Regions from separate parts of the Mus musculus genome. Here region 2 is linked to region 1. A link is a contact called in public Hi-C data. All regions are on one chromosome and are shown on one strand. Each heading gives the region's core, a stretch centred on a gene start, on an enhancer-like site or on the middle of the called end of the contact. The rest is flanking DNA. Distances are from core to core; before and after follow the strand shown. Region 1 has its middle 81 kb from the start of Cdk1. Region 2 overlaps Ank3 (ankyrin 3, epithelial).

The links. Hi-C and Micro-C count contacts between places; a contact is called where the count stands out from the background.
Region 2: a Hi-C map of muscle stem cells shows a contact between it and region 1, with 3 times the contacts expected there. The contact joins two enhancer-like sites. A contact is called at or near these places in 30 of 484 Hi-C or Micro-C datasets (the AML12 cell line, the C2C12 cell line, MC3T3-E1-derived osteoblasts and 21 more), 1 of 115 datasets of contacts at active chromatin or transcription factors (embryonic basal ganglia) and 1 of 9 other capture datasets (embryonic stem cells).

Annotation. Positions count from the first base shown.
Region 1 is chr10:69,430,326-69,437,128 of GRCm38.p6, reverse strand. No RefSeq gene overlaps it. Among named protein-coding and RNA genes, the nearest start is that of Cdk1, 81 kb to the right of the region's middle. Within about 2 kb of position 1,693, at least 2 of the 459 cell types and tissues checked have an H3K27ac peak or open chromatin away from gene starts, as enhancers often do. A contact at or near this core is called in muscle stem cells, where this site is marked.
Region 2 is chr10:69,840,653-69,847,931 of GRCm38.p6, reverse strand. All of the region lies in intron 7 of Ank3 (ankyrin 3, epithelial), which reads right to left. Among named protein-coding and RNA genes, the nearest start is that of Gm33416, 22 kb to the left of the region's middle. Within about 2 kb of position 2,016, at least 40 of the 459 cell types and tissues checked have an H3K27ac peak or open chromatin away from gene starts, as enhancers often do. A contact at or near this core is called in muscle stem cells, where this site is marked.

The DNA.
Region 1 (6,803 bases), core at 444-2,943:
CTTCCCAAACTGCCGTCCATCTCCACTGGCATATGCCAATCAGGGTCACAGTGACCCGATAGATTCTTTTCCTTGTCTTAACCTCTCAGAAGCTTTGAACAATTGACACACTGTCTTGAAGCCCCTTCCAGCCTTGGTTTCCACGGCCGCACACACCTGCTCTTTCTCTGCCACTTACCACTTCCCACCATCAGCATTGCCTCTCCAACCTTCCAATGGAACTGTCGCCAGGTCACACATTTCACTGGTCTCATTGGCATCCCCATGTAAGCTGGCAATTCCTGTTACACTCAGCAGCCATTTGTCTCTTGCACAACTTTTTTTTTTTTTTGACAATTTGTCCTTGTTCACCTTACTGAGTCCATTGCTTAGTCACTATTCTATTGCTGTGGAGAGATGCCATGACCAAGGAAACTCTTACAAATTTGGTTTTACAGTGTCAGAAGTTAGCCTATTATCATCATGGTGGGGAATGCAGTGGCATGCAAGCAGACATGGCACTCAAGACATAACTGAGAGTTCTATATCCTGATTCACAATCAAGAGAGATTGGGGGGATGCGGGGGAGACAGAGAGAAACAGGCACAAACAGACACAGCCTGGCATGGGCTTTTGAAATCACAAAGCCCCGCCCCCCAGTGACACACTTCCTCCAACAAGGCCACACCTAAGTGACCCTATGGAGCTAGAGCCTGGGCTATAGGCTATGTGGCCAGAGTATGTGAGTATGTGAGTGTCTTTCACTTGCCACTGAATCTCAACATGCAGCCTGGCCTAGTACCCTGCAAAAACAGCAGGAGTGTGATGTGTGAAGCTAAGCTGTAAGACACACTGTCGTGGCCTTATTCTCTCTTAGATTACTCACTGGCGTGAGATGAGTGGTCCAGCTAGCACCTGGTGAAGACACGCATGTTTCCTATTGTTGAGGTTTGCTCTGTAACTACGTATTGTAATGATGCTGGTTGTCCTTTACAAGGAGCTCCTCGGGGACAAGGACATCTTCAAGGACAACCAAGTGATGCTATGTAAACTTGCTCCTTAATTTAATACCATTGGTTGAATAAAGATGCCACAGCCTATAGTTGGGCATAAGAGAGGTAGGCGGGGCTTCAGTTGCCTAGCTTGAGGTCTGAGGTAGAGACCAGAGGAGAGGAGAGGAGGAAGAGGAAGACGCCCTAGGGTAGATGTATCATGAGAATATGGCCATGAAGGATGGCTAATTGGAGTAGGAGTGACCCAGGCAAAATGTGGCAAGTTATATCATGGGATTATTGATGGGGAAGTAGACAAAATAGCATAGAAGGTTGATACCTGCCCAGCTCTACTGCTTTTAAGGCTTATTATAAAGGTTTTGCATCTTTTATTTAGAAACTAAGTGATCTAAGATGGGGTAGAAACCCCCAGTTAATTTTAACCAGTTTATATGGTGAAACACTCTAACTGCCCTCCAGTATGAATGTCCCAGGAACATGACTGAGCTTCTCCCAGTCAAATAAGGAAAGAACAAGAATTCAGCTGACATATTTGTAGCAACGTCATGTGAGATCCTGAGCCCATGTTGGAATAAGGGATTTCCTCCAGGCATGCCAGACATTTGTTCCTGGATGCTTAGCCCCCGTCATGACAACGAATCGTGACAGACAGTGAGGGACAGCTGAGCCTGTGAGAATGGTGGTGAGACTTAACACTGCCTGTGGTGGCTGATCATGGCTGCCAACCTGGCTACATCTGGAATTAACTAAAACCCAGACAGCTGGGCACAGCTGTGAAGGACATTTCTTGATTAGGTCATTTGAATTGGGAAGACCCACCCTATATCTGGGCCATGCCTTCCGGTGGCAGCCCACATAAAAGGACATGGAAGAAGAATGCTTTTGCTCTTTTTTGCCTGTGTGCTCGTCTCACTGACAAGTTCATCTATCCCTACTGCTGAGTCAGTCCCTTGCTGGCCTGACAGCCCACATCTTCAGGATTCCAGTGTAGATAGAAGACCAGCAGCTCCCTAGGAATCCCCTGGAACTCCAGCAGCAGATTGGAACTGTGGAGACATCCAGTCATTTTTTATTTTTATTTTTGAGGGTTTTTAAAAATATATTTATTTATTTTATGTATATGAATAAGTACACTGTAACTATCTTCAGACACACCAGGAAAGGGCATCAGATCCTATTAGAGATGGTTGTGAGCCACCATGTGGGTGCTGGGAATTGAACTCAGGACCTCTGGAAGAGCCGTCAGTGCTTTTAACCAATGAGCCAACTCCCCAACCCGAGACATCCAGTCTTATGGACTGAACAGCCACCAGATCCTTGGGTTTTCCAATGCAAGACAGCCATTGTTGTAATGCCTGGATCACAACCTGCACACCACTCTAATGAATACCCCATATACATATATATGACATACGTATATCACAGATATATCATATAGCAAAACTGACAGTGTATATATTATTTGATGTTACATATAACATCTGTTAAAGTATCTATAACATAAACCATATATGTGTACATGTACATATACATGTGTATATGTGTATGTATGTGTGTGTTACTTTAGAGAACACTAATATACTACCTTATAGGAAGAGAGGTAGGAGGGAGGATGCTAGGACCTTCATGAGGGATTCCAGCCATTCTTCTCTCTGATCTTAAAGGGATGTTAGAGTATGCTGGTGGTAGAAGGGTCAGCTGTAGGTGGAACTTGTGACATATCTTCTGTGGGTTGTCACCCATGATGGGTGACATAAAGTTAGCCATACTCCTATCAGTAACATCTCACCCGTGGTCCCATAAATAGGCCTAATGTACTCAACGGTTCACCAAGTGGGCTGGGGGCCTGGCTTGAGTGTATGTATGTGTGTGTGTTGGTATGTGTGTATGTGTGTGTGTATGTGTGTATATGTGGATGCATGTGTGTGTTGACATGTGTGTATGTGTGTATATGTGCATATAAGAGAGAGAACAAGCTGAATACCAGCATCATCTGAGTTTCCTGCCTGAGGATGAGAGGTGGCCAGCTTCTTTGATCTGCCTTAGGTTCCCCGTCTGGTGCAAATAGATGTCTATTCGTGTTTCCCCTGAAAACATAATGGAACAGCCAAAAGCATCAGGTGTGTTTAGCATCTTCTGACTCAGAACTCCTCACTTCCTGAGTGGGGGAGGGGGGGGGGACGACGACGCAGCGTTCATGTTCACGATTGCTCTTTTACACAGATTCCCAATTCTGAGCTCCCTCCCCTTTTCCTGATATCTAATCAACAGTAGACCCATCTTCCACTCCCCTGAGGTAACTCTCAGTGAATCACAGCAGGTGGGATAATCAGCCAAAGTGTAGATCTGTCAACCCCACCCCCAGCTTCTGGGAAATGGGCCTGACCTGGAGACTGGCTGATCAGTCACATTGCCCACACATTTAAACCCTACAAAACCTTTCAGCAGCACCGTGGATGGACCTTCCAGATGGATGGCATGTCCACGAGCAGGAAGGGGCCCCTGAGCTCAGGGCCGCCTTTCCAGACCATAGCCCATTAAATCTTCATGCCCACCTGTGTATCCATATCTCTTCTTCTAACTCTTCTCAACATAAGAACCCAGTAAGCATGCTTCCCTGAGTCCTGAGAGCTTTCCTAACAGGTATATCCGACACTGTAAACGGGAATGTCTCTCAAAGCTAGAACATGGGCACATGCCCCTTCTTTCTCAAAAGACCTCAACTGAGATCCATCTGAGGAGAAACACAAATACCAAGTTACTACTTACTGTGGATATGTGAAGTGAGTTAGGTCTTATGGGGCTGGGCCTTAGCCTTTGGGATCTGACGTCCAGCCCAGATAGACAGCACTGCAGTTGGAAAGCTACAGGATCTTTACCTGGGGTCCACTTTTCACTGGCTAGTAATGGCCAGAAAGTCCCATATACTCTGGCCGCAGGGATGTGTTGAATGTTGACTAATGACAGAAGGAAAAGGAATTTTTATATAATAACTAATACATTTCCACTATTTAAATTTGGTTATAAAAATGCATGTAGATGTTGACCACACATCTAAAAGCTGAAAGACTTGAAGATGCAAACTGGACATAGTGATATACATCTGTAACCCCAGGCTCATTCTTCTTAGCAAAGGGGTGGGAACAGAAAAATAACTCACACTGGGGAGTGGGAACAGTCAAATCTGTGAACCTGCCATTAAGCATGTCTAGCTAAAGAGCAGGATCTGGGCTCAGTGAGAGACCCTGTCTCAAAAAACAAAGTGGAACACTACAGAGAAAGCCACATGACCTTCAGCCTCCAAAATCACAGTTATAGGCATAGTACACATACATACACACACACATGCACATACATACCTATACACAGATACATGCACGCACACATATACACATACCAACACACACATATACACACATGCACACATACATGCATACATATACACACATACATACACATACACACATATGCTGCACACACATACACATACATATCAACACACACATAAATACACATCTACACACAACACACACATAATATGCACACACACATACACACATACCAACATACATACACACACATACAACACACACATACATACACATATTCACACATACATACATACATACATACTACACACATGAACACACATACACACAAATATACACATATATACACATACACATGCATACAACACATACATATACACACACGCATACCAACACACACATGCATACACATATACATACATACATACCAACACACATAAATACATATACACACACATACAACACATACCAGCACACACATACACATATACACACATACATGCACACACATATACACACATACATGCACACAAATACACATACACACATGCATACACACATACATGCACACAAATACACATACACACATGCATACACACATACATGCACACACACATATGCATGCACACATATACGCACAGAGAGTAAGAGATTAAAACAAATACATCCTGAATTATCTAAATAAGCATCTCCTAAGTGCTCACTGCCCATTGTATGTTTATAGACAAGTCAACAGAAAGCAGTAATGTCACATATTTGTGGGCTGACAACTACACCAAGGGAACCCAAGAGAACAGGGCGCAGTGACCAGTGTCACTGTCCCATTGCAAGTGACAATTTATTCAACATCACCATTCTATTCATTGGCAACTGTGTCGTGGTTTGGTTCTTTCCATTGCACAAGTAACAGGCACAAGACTTTTGGGTACTGAGACAACTGTCAGTGAAAAGGGCACAGGCTAGCATTGACAAGCCACAGTTCTCTCACTGTTTCTGTTTTTATTTGGTTGGCTACTTGTTTCAATTCAATAGGAAGCATCACATCACCTAAGACTAAACACTCTTGGCCCTCTCTTCCAACAGGACCTAGCTAGCTAGCACTGTCTGAAGACGCAAGGACTGGAGGGTTTGAGGTTGTTACATGGTGCTGCAACCAGAGTTATACAATCCATTTCTCCCATCCTTCAGCTCAGGCCTCTTAAGTCTCATGTAGCTTAGGGACCTCAAGAGCATCCCGTTCACTCCGAGGGGTCCTGCAGCAATGGGAAATGACACGGGGAAGGCAGCACAAACGTAAGACAGGGTAGTTAGCTGCTGAAATAAGGAGGGGATCATGTCTGCGTAAGAGACAGGGTTTCTAAACTAGGATTCCCGAAATGGCCATAATTACACGCTACATTTCGTTTATAAATATGGTCATCTTTCCTCTTGGGCCCAGAGCTTTCTGCAAACTTCAAACAGAGCCAATTCCCAGAGATGGCTTGAAACCACGAGGTTCATGTTTCTTCACAGTGGAGACCCGCAGTCCTCCGGGAACTTAGCCAACAGAGACACTGACATTGAGAATTTGGAAATGAGAATTTGAGTTCATATGTGAAAATGGATCCTAAAAGCTAACTGTCCCCATTTATAAACCTAATAAAGGTTTGCTCCAAAGCCAAGAATCTCCTGTGCTTTCTACCTCATCCACACACTTGAAATTATGAAAATATCAACTACCTTAAATGAAAGGCCTGTTGAACTTTGAGAGAGAAGATCATAAAATGGTCGGTAAAGCAGGTAGAAATGGCATATCAAGCCTAATGCTGGTCCTAATGATGTTAAAAGGAAAAATGAAATGATATGTTCTGCCTGACTAACAATAGAGGCTTCTCACATAAAAAAGAAAAAAAAAATCTGTTTCACTTTTGCTCAATACCATGGAATGAAGACACAAACAGAAATCAGCTTAAAAGTATGTGTCCTTGGGCTTCTCAGGTTTGGAAATATAGATTAGAATCAGTTTTACATATAAGGTTACTATTTGATATTTTAAGTCAGAGCATGTCTACATTCATAGATCCAAGTTGTGTTATATATATTTTGGTAATATCATGACACATTCAATAAGTTTATCATAAACGTTGAAGAACCCCTAACAAAATTAATACTCATACATCGGCAAATACTAGTAAAATTTTGTTACAAATTTCAGAGTAAAATATACTTAACAGGAATTAAGGAATCATGAAGAGTCTTGAGTTGGAAAATGAACTAGGAAACAGGAGTACAGATTGAAACAAAGCAGAAGCCTCTCATTATGAAGGACACAGGCAGGATGATTCCATAATGCTCCAGAAATACTACAGATTAAGGGCTGTACATTACGCGTTTGCTCACAGCCAAGGACAGGGTCCTAGCACAAGGACTGATTGAGACCAGCTGCCCTTGAACAAAATTGTAAAGCTGCGGTGGAGAGAATACAGATTAGCAATCTTACTAA
Region 2 (7,279 bases), core at 767-3,266, 410 kb before region 1:
TATCAGAAATAAAGCAGTAGAAATAACACCCAGTGTCTAAGCCTCCACCTGTGCTCAAACTCTATGGCCCTTTCTGAGTGTCTGGGTTCATCTTGATGCTTCATTTGCTCCCAGATCCTTCACAAGCCTTTCACTCTGCAAAGCTCACCACTCTCTCTTCCATTTCCTCCATGCTTATTTCTTCACTGAAGAAATCCAATAGTTTACTCTCTAAAAATTTCCACCACATTTATCTGGCTGACTGCATTTTCACGGAGTGCTGTTTGACATGAACTTTGACCCGATATTGTTGGCAAATTGTTAATGCTTGAACTGAAAATTATTTTATTATTTGTCTCCTACCTATCTTTCTATCATCGTCATCTATCTATCTATGTATCATCTGTGTATCTATGCATCTATCTATCTATCTATCTATCTATCTATCTATCTATGTATCACCAATGTATCTATCTATGTATCTATCATCTATCTATGTATCATCTATATATTTATGTATTATGTATGTATCATCTATCTATATATCTATCAATCATCTATCTATGTATCAACTATGTATCTATCTATCTATCATCTATCTATCTATTATCTATATATGTATGTGTCTATCTTTTATCTATATATCTATGTATAATGTATATATCTATATATCTATGTATCTATCTATGTATGTATCTATGTATCTATCTATTTATCAATGTATCAACTATGTATCTATGTTTCTATGTATCTATGTATCATCTCTGTGTCATCTGTCTATATATGTTATCTATCTTTATGTGTACATGTATGTGTGCTTTTGTGTGCTTATGCCACATGTGTAAACAGATGCCCTTGGAGATCAGAAGGATGAATTGGATCCCTGGAGCTGGAGTTACAGTGGTTGTGAACCTCTCAGTGTGGTACCAAGAGCTAAACTTGATCCTTTCATAGATCAGCAAGCATGTGTGCATGTATGTGTGTCTATATGTGTTCCTGGTTCCTGTGTGTGCACATGTGTGTGTGTGTCTACATCTATATGTGCTCCTGATTCCTGTGTGTGCACATGTGTGTGTGTCTGCATCTATATGTGCTCCTGATCCCTGTGTGTGTACATGTATGTCTCTGCATCTGTGTGTATTCCTCCTGATATTTCTATGGCTTTTAAACAAAATTTTCTGTTTGTTTGCTTTGTCCTAATCTGACTTGTTTGTTTTTTGGTTTATCTTATTTTATTCTTCTTCTTCAGATTCCTGTTTTTTTTTTTTAAGGAGAGACAGAAAGAATGCCACCCTGGTCTACAAAGTGAGTTTCAGGACAGCCAGGGCTATACCCTGTCTCAAAAAACCAAAAAAAAAAAAAAAAAAAAAAAAAAAGAAAAGAAAAGAAAAGAAAAGAAAAGAAAAGAAAAAAAAATGTGGATCCAGGTAGTAGGGGAGGTGGGGAGGAACTGGGAGGAGCTGGGGTAAGGAAAACTATAATTAGAATACATTTTATAAAAAAGAATCTATTTTCAAAAAAGGAAAATAAGTGGGTAAAACTGATGCCTGTGTGTGTGTGTGTGCGAGCGTGTGCGTGTGCGTGTGCGTGTGTGTGTGTGTGTGTGTGTGATATCAATAATCCCAGGATATTGTACATGCCAGGCAAGCAATCTATTACTGATCTACATTCCCAGTCCCCAGATAAACATTCGATGCACAGAGTCAGACGGCAGAATCTTGTACTTTGCAGGCCACACACCCCCCGGGAGGTACCTGCTCACCTCTGCCTCACAAGATCCACAAGCAAGAATGGCTATTCTGTGGACAGTCACGTGCTGCTTTAGATCAGCCAGCTTCTGGCCGAAGACTTCAGCTGGGTGGACCGGATTGGGAACCCTGGGTGACAAGCTCAGGGTGGGCTTTACTGGGATTGACAACAGTGGGAGGCTAGCATGCCCTGGGGTGACTTGAGGTTTGATCTGTCTGTCTGAGTCCAACCAGCAGCACTATGTGAGCAAATCTAGTTCTTAGCCAGTAGGGGGAGCACTGAGCTAGGGAACAACCCAGGAAGCAGTTGAACTGAGCTCAGTGAGCCCAGGACTAAGGCCACTGCTTCCCTGCTATTATTGTTCCTTAAGGAAAGGGATTTCCCAGGGTTGAAGCCTTTATTAACCCTTGTCACACAGGCCGATTGATTGGCAGGGTGAAGACCTCCAGTATCTTCTTCCTCTGCTTTCGTCTGTAGTCTGTTCTCTCCCACAAAGCTGAGTTACATAGCCAATGGGGGCATGAAGCCTAACGCCTTGGACTTCCTATAGAGGAAGCCTCTATATTTCTAAAACTCTTAGAAAGTATTATAAAAGGAACTGAGGAGACAGCTCAGGTGGTAAAGTGTTTGCTATGTAAGCTGGGGGCACTGCCACATATGTATAATCCCGGCACTGGGGAGGCAGAGGCAGACAGACCTCTGGGCTTGCTGGCCAGATGGGCTAGCTGTCTTAGGGTTTTACTGCTGTGCACAGACACCATAATCAAGGCAAGTCTTATAATGACAGCATTTAATTGGAGCTGGCTTACAGGTCCAGAGGTTCAGTCCATTATCATCAAGGTGGGAGCATGGCAGCATCCAGGCAGGCATGGTGCAGGCAGAGCTGAGAGTTCTACATCTTCATCTGAAGACTGCTAGTGGAAGACTGACTTCAAGGCAGCTAGGATGAGGGTTTTAAGCCCTCTCCCACAATAACCTCACCTACTCCAACTAAGGCAACACCCACTCCAACAAGACCACACCTCCTAATAGTACAACTCCCTGGGCCAAGCATGTATAAACAAACCATCACACTAGCCTTATTTGCTATTCCTAGGTCTCAGTGAGAGACTCTGCCGCAAACAAATAAGGTGAACAGTTTCTGTGGGATGGCACTTGAGGTTGACCTCTGGCCTTGATATGCACAGTATGCATATACATTGCATGTACACATACATGAACATGCAATGAATGAGCACATGTGCACGTGTGCACATACAAATACAGCTTGCAGATCTAAGGCTCGGTTTTTATCCTTGCAACAATCCAATGGATGGTTCAAAAATAACTCCATCTGCTAAAATGAGACATAGAACTGTTGCCAATTAAGAACGTTTGCTGGTGGCAGGGTTGGAATCACAACTCCACCTGCAGACCCTCTTACACTGGTATTCTAGGATCAGAATACCTCTATCTAAAGACTCTGCTTCTCAAGTGTCAAATGACCTTCATACTGACAGGCACTGGGTCCCTTGTCATCCTTACCTCCCATAAGAGCTAGTTCTGAGAACTGGGAGCAAATCAAGACAGAAAGTGCTCCTGTGGAGGAATTGATGGGTATTTGCATATTGATTCTTCAGGTAAGGAGAAGGTCTCCTGCCTTCCCCTCGAACAGGGCCAGAACTGTGTTTCTATTGTGAAGCTGACAGCAGCACATCGAAAAAGGCGGATGATGTCAAGAGACTGAGAGCTTTGTTTCTCAGAGCCTGTGTTTCCTACTGGGATTGTGTCGGTTGGTACGAGCTTGCTGGGATTCAGGCTGGCATGAAGAGCCTTCAGTTCCACAACTGCAGATAGAAGGGAGGGTTTGGATGCCGTGGTGGAAAGGCCCCCAAATGTATAAGCCTCGAGGCCTGATAAACTCCTTACTAAAGCCTGGGCTAGCACGGAGGACCCGTGCCCCCGATCCAGGCAGAGTCTAGCTCAGAGTGACAAGCAGCGGCAGCCAACAGCATGAGAGAATTCTGCTGGACTGCTGGAGGAGAGAGAGAGAGAGAGAGAGAGAGAGAGAGAGAGAGAGAGAGAGAGAGAGAGGTTGGGAGGGAGGCAGAGAGATAGGTGAGAGGACTGACTGCAAGTGGGGTGTTTTTGAGTCTAGCAAAGTCTCCATCGGAGGAATCTAAAGACTGGGTAATGTGAAATCTCTGTTGGGTCCATCCCTGATGACCAGATGCTGGCTCTCACATACACTCAACCTCTGTGTCATCTCTCCAGCTCAGTGTTCAACATTCTTAGCAGGGAAAACTCAAACGGCTTTAAGACTCTATCTTATCCCGTTCAGAATGACCATCTTTGTTAAATGAATGGCAGGGCATGCTGGCGCGATGTGAGGAAAGAGGAACCCTTATATACTAGCTGGAGCGAGTGTAAGCTTGCCTACCAATTACGGAAATTGGTTTGGAGGTTTCTTAAAAACCGGAAACTAGAACTACCAAATGGTCCTGGTGCACCTGTCGGGATTGAGAACAGAGGACTGAAGTCAACACACTACAAGACACTTGTGTGTCCTGCGGGTATTGCATTCACAAAAGCCTTGTTGTAGAGTCTGCTAGGTGCTCATCAACAGATGCATAGCTACAGAAAATGAAGTGGTTGTATGCAATGACATTTTCCTGTCTGTGTCATATGTGCTTGTTCATCTTTGTGGATTCCAGAGTGTGCGCACATATGTGTGTGTGCATGTCCATGTGTTGTTCCTATCCTTTCTGCCTTGTTCTCCCCACAACCCCCACTGTGTGAGCTCACAGGCTACCTGTGAACTTCTGAGGCCTCTCCTGTTTCTCTCTCCCACCTCCCTGTAGCAGGCCTACAATGGAATTTTACACAGCAGTAAAGAAAAATAAAATCATTACAATTTCACAACAATGAATTTGACCTGCTAACCAAAAGACAGACAGACTCAGAGAGACAAATACCTCATGTTTTCCTGTGCTCAGAGCCAAAGTTTAAAAGTGTGTGCGTGTATGTGGATGTACATGGAGATCACAATACAGGTAGGGGATCCTCAAGGGGTGCAGGAGACCTTAATGGATGCAGAAAATTGAAATGGTTGTGGCACATGAACAATAAAGAAGAAGAAGTGAGAACTGAGAAGAGAGGAAACCAGCCTGAGTGGAGAGGATACATGGGAGGGGGTGGAGGGGAGCAAATGAAAACAGATATACTTTGTATAGAGCTTTAACAAATAATTAAAAGAGACTGGTGGAATTTCAGCCAAGAGAAGGAGTTCTCAAGAGAGCTTAATGAAATGCTTGGTAATATATATAGTATATATAGTATGTTATATAATACTTTATAGCATATTTATTATATATACATTATCTATATGCTGTATGTATTATGTTATATTTTATATATAGTATATATTTTCTATATCATATTATATATACTACATATATTATGATATATTTTATATATATTAAATATATATACACTATATACTAATATGATGTGGAAAATATATACTATATAAAATATATAATATAATATAATATATACCATATATACTATAACTGGGCAATATATTATATAGAATATATATAGTATGTAGTATATACTATATAATATATAGAATAAATAAAAATATATATTCTCAGAAATGAAAAATTATTTTGATTAGTCTCATAAGAGAACATCTTTAGAGCAAGGCAAAGAATCAGGGATGTTAAAAGATATGTCAGTTAATAAAATTTTCACAGTAAGATATAAAGAGAGAGAAATACCAGGAATGGCATCAGAAGATAAGAGTCAGATGCAAGGAATGGGTGAAGAATGGACCCAAAGCAATATAAGAAACAACACCACACAAACTCTAGGGGCAGACAGGTCACCAGCTGAACACCCAACCAACAAATCATATGCAGGACACAGTCGGATTTCTGGAGATGAAAATAAACTGTGAATCTCCAGAAAGCAAAAGAGACCACTTACTACTAACAGGCCTCAAAGAGGGAAACAGATACGGATATTCCCAAGACAGTAAGAATGTGGCTACTGTGCAGAAAATGAGACCTACATGAAGAACAGAGAGGCCTCTGGAGACGACAAGAATGAAGAGAAATATAAGAAATTGGTCACCACATAAAGTAGAAACAACCAGAATGACTGTGGGTTTCGTGGTGTACAGGAGAATGACACCACAAACTCAGGGAGTCCCAGGGAGGCCTCAGAGCTCTCCTGTCACAGGACTGTTGCATCCTATGTAAGGTGAGGGGACATTAGAAAGGACACCGAGAGACACATTCCCTAGGAAGTAAGTGACATGACTATATAATATATAAGACATAGAAGAGCAGGAGAAGTCCCTCAACATTTGTATTTGCACATATACGCCTTTTAAAAGGGCTACACACACACACACACACACACACATACACACACACACACACACACACACACGTCGGGCCAACAACTCACTTGTCATTCATGGGAGGGTTGTAGACATCTTATGTACCCTCATGTTTTCTAAAAATAACAGCCCTGGACATTGGCACAGGGCACAGTGGGAAAGTGGGTACTTTTCAGTACAACCAGACCTGTATCGTGCCAACACTGGGTCTCAGCTCACACCGGTGGTCTGTGTTCACCGGTGACTGTGACAGGCCTGTGTCAGCTTTACCTGCTCAGCAGCAACCCTCGCATCTGAGCTTTGAAATCCCCTGCCCTTCACTGCGGCAGAAGGTCTGTGTTACTTGTGATGAGAAATTTAGATTAAAACACAGAAAAAAAAACTTCAAGCTAGCTAGAGTCTTTAATCTGATGTGATTTGTCTTTGAGATAGCATTTTTACCACATAACTGAAGGTGACCTTGAACTCTTCACCTTCCTACCTGTCTCCCAAGTGCAGGTTCGCAGTAGTGTCTGGCAAAGCTGGCCTGATAGGAGTTTTGAACAAACTAAATCAAATTTTGCTTTAGAATGAATTAGCATATTAATGGAATGTGTTTTTCTCTTTTACCAAAGGATTTTTTTTCTCGATACATTCAAAATGTTACAGAATACATTAGCATTTGACAATGTGGTTTAACAGATAAGGACATCAGAATTTATTCGGTCTAATGGCCAGGAGAGAAAAAACTCAGGGTGGTTAAGCCATTTACAGAACTTGGATCTGGCCAAGATCTATAGCTCCCAATTCCCAGGTATCATCCTTCCCATTTTACCAAACCCTTTGGGCTTCCTTAAAAGCCACAATTTCATCACCCATACAAACAGTACCTTATTTAACTTTTCTATAATGTTATTGAATATAATTACTACTCTACCTGAAAAGTAAAGCATTAATAAGCCTACCCAACAGCTTCCTTTCCCTGTCATTTACTTCTCAATCATTTTTACATATGGTGGCTATACACGCATGCACGCGCGCACACACACAAAGTCAAACTCATACACACATATATGCTTTATATATAATGGAGAGAATTGGCTGTATAAATATTTATAGAGGATACTAACAGGATCTGGATAACCATTTAGAATATTGAGAAAACAAATTTACAGGATAAGCAAG